2 separate regions of the Mus musculus genome follow, and region 2 is linked to region 1. The links are chromatin contacts, called in public promoter capture Hi-C maps. All regions are on one chromosome and are shown on one strand. Each heading gives the region's core, a stretch centred on a gene start, on an enhancer-like site or on the middle of the called end of the contact. The rest is flanking DNA. Distances are from core to core; before and after follow the strand shown.

The links. Promoter capture Hi-C pulls out the DNA fragments that hold promoters and counts their contacts.
Region 2: a promoter capture Hi-C map of stem cell-derived epiblast-like cells shows a contact between it and region 1, with 7 times the contacts expected there. The contact joins the promoter of Nudt12 here to the promoter of Cntnap5c in region 1. A contact is called at or near these places in 3 of 39 promoter capture datasets (embryonic stem cells, hippocampal neurons and stem cell-derived epiblast-like cells) and 1 of 9 other capture datasets (embryonic stem cells).

The regions. Positions count from the first base shown.
Region 1 is chr17:57,767,931-57,770,630 of GRCm38.p6, forward strand. Cntnap5c (contactin associated protein-like 5C) reads left to right here and starts at 1,281. Exons shown (of 24, transcript NM_001081653.2): 1 at 1,281-1,721. The coding sequence starts at 1,640.
Region 2 is chr17:59,011,993-59,014,692 of GRCm38.p6, forward strand. It overlaps Nudt12 (nudix (nucleoside diphosphate linked moiety X)-type motif 12), which reads right to left and starts at 1,330. Exons shown (of 7, transcript NM_026497.3): 1 at 1,226-1,330. All of the region lies in intron 1 of Nudt12os (nudix (nucleoside diphosphate linked moiety X)-type motif 12, opposite strand), which reads left to right.

The DNA.
Region 1 (2,700 bases), core at 31-2,530:
AGATATTTTGAAGCTGTGGTGCAATTGAGTAACACTGACTTTTATCCTTTTTTTTTTCTCGATACAGGGTCTCTCTGTATAGACCTGGCTATCCTGGAACTCACTTTGTAGACCAGGCTAGCCTCAAACTCAGAAATCTGCCTGCCTCTGTCTCCCAAGTGCTGGGAACTGACATTTATTCTTAACTAATATTTTTTTCTTCAAAAAGCAAAACAAAACAAAACAAAACAAAAAAAAAAACAAAAACAAAAAACCCAAACAAACAAGGATGCTTCCTTCCTTCACACACTCCTCTAGTCATCGCTTCAGCATTGTTCCAAAAACCTGATTGATGTAAATGCCCCTAATTTGGGAGAAAGAAAAAGAGAAAGGATAGGTAGTTAGGGATGCTGGGAAGCTAGGATGCACAGATAGAAAGGAAAGAATACACAAGATACAACTCACAGACCACATGAAGCTCATGAAGAAGGAAGACCAGTGTGGAAGCTTCAGTCTTTCTTAGATGGGGGAACAAAATACTCACGGGAGGAGATACAGAGACAAAGTGTGGAGCAGAGACTGAAGGAACGGCCATCCAGAGATTGTCCCACCTTGGGATCCATCCCATATGCAGATACCAAACAGAGACACTATTGCAGATGCCAACAAGTGCTAGACGACAGGAGCCTGATACTTCTGTCACCAGAGAGGCTCTGCCAGAGCCTGACAAATACAGAGGTGGATGCTTGCAGCCAACCACTGGACTGAGCACAGAGTCCTCCAGAATTCTCAGGGACTAAACCACCAACCAAAGAGTACACATGGAGCGACCTGTGACTCCAGCCGCACATGTAGCACAGGATCAATGTGCTTGTCGGGCATCAATGGGAGGAGAGTCTCTTGGTCCTCTGAAGGGTCAATGCCCCAGTATAGGGAAATGCCAGGGCAGGGGGAGTGGGGATGGGATAGGGTGTTTCCGGAGAGGAAGCTGGGGAAAAGGGATAGCATTTGAAATGTAAATAATTAAAATATCCAATAAAATATAAAATAAAAGGTTTAAAAAAAGGAGAGAGAGAGGGAGGGAGAGAGAGAGAGAGAGAGAGAGAGAGAGAGAAAGAGAGAGAGAGAGAGAGAAAATTCTTTTGCTCCTTGCTTCCCCAGCAAGTCATCAGAGCACCTGGAAGCAGAGCTGTCTGCCAGGGACTTGCCAAGGACCCGCCCAGGCCAGCGCAGGGCGGGCTCGACTGGGGGCGGGGCCGTACAGAAGGTTCCTGAAATGAGCTGTCCGCCTCTCTGGTGCTGAACACAGCTCTAGAGTACAAATGAAGTGCTTTTGTCTGTTGGTGGAACTGGGTGCCAAGAACTGCGCTCGACTTTAGATCTTACCCTTAAAGGAAGGGAATCCGGAGGAAGACGAGGCAGGCAAGAAAGGCAAGCACAGAAAGTGACAGTTGCAGAAACTATAAACGTCGATTGGAGCTCGCATCTCCGAGGAAGCACTGAAGCAGAACGGAGTGAAGGAGAAGCGGGGGTGGGAGGGGTTTCAGGCTGTGCGGAGGAAGAAATAAAAAGAGAAATAAAAAAGGGAAAAAAAAAAAAAGGTCAAGGCTGGTGCCCGTGAATTTGGGATTCCATTGGAAGCGATCGCTCACTGAGGGAAATGGATTCTGTACCAAGACTGAATAGCGTTTTTACTTTGGTGCTCTCTGGCTTGTGGCATTTTGGATTAACAGCGACAAATTGTGAGTACTTGGAACTGGGGGCGGGAAGGTAAGGTGGGATAGGACTCTCCTGAGTAAAAGTATCTAATGTCCAACAGTATATGCTCTGCGTGAAAGGAAAGAGCAGGGTGAAACCTAGCCAGTCTAGTTTGACCATTCTAACAATCCCAAAAGTTAGCAGAGCTTTAATGAGCTTGCTTTGCTGGACTGCCTGCCTTTCATTGGAATCATAAAGTTCCCTTAGCCTGATTCTAGCTTTACTGCGCAGATCTAGAGCAAGCCTCAAAGGGCAGAGACTGTTCCTGTGTCTCCAAGATAGGTGATAATGGGACTGCAGCTCCAAATGATTTGAAATGTTCCCGAATCACCTCTACCCCCTACTGCCACCCTAAGCACACAGCTCTTTCCACTGCCTTATACATAAGGTTTCAGCTGGGAGTAGTTTGTAACTTCCTTGTAAGGGGATTGGGAGTTTGGGCCTAAGAATTGCAGCCCAAATGTAGTTATACCAGGAGATCAATGGCTGTCCTATTACAGGAGGGGGACTTTTAGTACACAATTCACCCTCAAAATTCTGGTGCCAGTGAAGGAATGAGTATGAACTGTAATACCCACATTTTGAATCCTGCAAGCACAGAGCATTTAATTCAATAGGAAAGAATTCTTGACTTCTAAAAATTCTTGCCTGCACTATATATTTATAAGACCCAGTTTGTCAAACTTGAATAAATCACTAAAGCTGTGAGAGAATCAAGCTCAATTGCCCAGTTGCTTCTCTGGGCAGTGTGAGGGAAGTTTTTCCTTCTCTGGGAACTCCCAAATGAGAAAGGATGCAATTAAGCCATCTGTGTTCTTTGCCAGGGTGGCTTATCACAGTCCCTCAAGTTTCTGTGTTTGATTCCCACATCTTGTATTTTGACACTGAACCTCCGAAATATGATCCTGATTTGGACAGTTTAATTTACTTTTATAATTCATGTTATCAGTATCAGTAACACAA
Region 2 (2,700 bases), core at 80-2,579, 1.2 Mb after region 1:
TAACTTCAAAATATTCTTGTCTCTTAGTACTGCAGGTTCAACCCAGAGCCTTGTCTCCTGGATTTTGAAACAGCAATGTGGCTAGTCAAATCCACAGCCTAGTCTGCATAAAGTTCAGGAAAACAATGGATCCAAGATTAACTTTCTGATTTGGCATGCGCTTTCCTGTTTGTGTCTTCTGTTTAACAATAATTTAAAACTGCTTAAGGCAATCCAAGAAACCCGCTGGAAAAAATCGGTTCAACAATGAAATGAGGAGTAACCTCTACATATCTCAATTTACTTTCATTTAGTGTGTTTTACTTATTTCCCACTTTTATCATATTGAAATCTTAAAATTCTTTAAAATATTGTAGTCCCCGTTGCGATATTCCAGGGCTTTATTTAAAAGTCTCTTCCTAACTCCTTTTCTTTGGTTAGAGTTTCTCCAGCGAGGTTCACTTTTAACACCTCACTGTTCCCTGTTCAGAGGTCACGGTTTCAGAGGTCATGGTTAGTCCCTGACTGCTCTCACTGATCACCCTTCAGCATTGCACATCCAAACATGCTGCGTCATACAGCACCCCCAAGGCAATAGTTGTGCATAAAACATTCTCTGGACTACGAAGTGAAAGGATAAGCCCCTTTCTCTTTAGCTTTCCCAATATCAATACTACCTGTTAATCATTTATTGGCAGGTTCTGTGGAAGGTGAGAATGAGAAGGTAGTATAAACCGTCGCCCCTATTTTCCAAGGCTATTCGGAGAGGTCGGTAAGAAGAGACTTGGATTTTAAAGGAACTATATTTTAACCAAACCAACATCCATTTTTACTAATTACTGACTTCATGCCCAAGGGCTGCCCAGCATGGCTTCAGCAGGCTACAATAAGCCCTCATAGTGGACCTGCCAATTAGCCCACCCACCATTGTTTAAAATATTCCCCTCGCTGGGGCTGCCCAGACCGATTTAACCCATTACGTGCATCCCACGCAAGCACGGTCTCTCCCAATGGCCACATGCCTTGAAGAGTTATTTTTCTCCTATTGTAAGATTTCTCCTTTCAAGGAGGGACACCTCCGACGTAGTTTGTTTTACCCCATCCAAAACTTGGCTGGCAATTTTAGCAGCCACCTGCCTGCAGGCAGCCGCAGGTCTGAGTCCCGCGCCTGGGGGCACGGCAAGCCGGGAGGGACGCCCTGGACGACTCGTCCTCGAACATACCCGGGCCAACTAGCGCTACTAACCCAAGGGATTATGAAGGAAAGAAACCAGGATTGCGACGGAAGACTCCTCGGCAAACTTAGTTGTCAGTTTTCCCGGCGTTGGAGTCAGCCTTCCGGACTTCCGGCAGAGGGCCACTGCCCTCGCATACCTTTATGGGAGATGTAGTTTACAGGCCATCGCCAGGTCCAGGAGGCAGGTTAAAGTGCAGGTCGGGTAGGGGTGGGGACTGGACTTCCGGACTTCAGGTGCTGGGAAAGATCACTAATCCTTCCCCAAAATGGAAGTGTGTGGAACTAAATGCTGCCATTATGATAACGAGGTCTGTGATTTTTTTTTTTTTTTTTTTTTTTTTTTTACTATTTCTCATCCAGCTCCCCAACTTTCCTTCAGACAAAGTTCATAGTTCAAATACATAGTTCAGTGACATTGAGTTTTCTATAGTGTCATGAAAATGTTAACGTCTGATCACACATTAAATTAGGATCAGCCTCTACATACGATTTGATTGGTCTTTTTTATATTGAAGTTTTAAAGTAATTTAAAATATTAAAACAAAACTGTGATCTTTCAGGACTTTTTCTTCCAACCTGCCTTTTCTTAAATGACTTAGCTGCACAGTTTCTCCAGTGAAATTTACTTAGATTCACAAGTCACTTAGATATGTGGCCTTAAGCAGGTCTCTCATCTCTGAAAAAAGCCCCACTTCACATTTTATAAAATGCCACTATAGAGTCTGCCTACCCTATTAAGTAATCCATATAAAGGTATGTTTGGAGATTCCATAATCCCTCCTCCACTGTAGGGTTACAGAAGATGCGTGAAAAACTCTTGGGACTAGAGTTGATACCTACAACACAATATTCTTGCTTTTATCAATTTAGTTTCCTACGATTTCATTCTCCAAAGTCTACAGAAATTATGTGACTCTTGGAATAACTTGGTCTTTAGTGGTCTTCTAATCCCCAAACCAGGGAATGGTACTTGTCTGTCAGCAACAACTTCAGGAGTGTTTTAAGACTGGCCATTGCATTCTGTACCTTCCAGGTCCTTTCTCATACTGAGGTTGCATATATATGTTGACAGTGTAATGCTTGAACTGGGAATTGAACCCAGAGCCTCTTGAGTGCATGATAAATGTTGTATTATAGTCAACCTACTAGCCAATTATACTTCCATGACTGCTTCTCAAAGTTTGTGCTATGTTCCTTCCTGTGGGCAGTTGTGTTGATTGGAAAAGAAAGATTGGCCTTCACAGGGTCAATGCATTGGAGTACCTGATCCTCAGTTGGTAGAATTCCTTAGGAAGGATTAGGAGCAGTGGCTTTGTTGGACTAGGTGTGTTAATTGGGAGTGGGACTTGAAGTTCCAAAAGCCCATGCCGTTCCCCATTAGTGTCCTTTGTCCGGACACCTGCCTCCTACTTGCAGATAAGTCTGTGAGCCCTCAGCTATGGCTTCATCACCATACCTGTCTGTCTGCCTGTCACCACACTCTA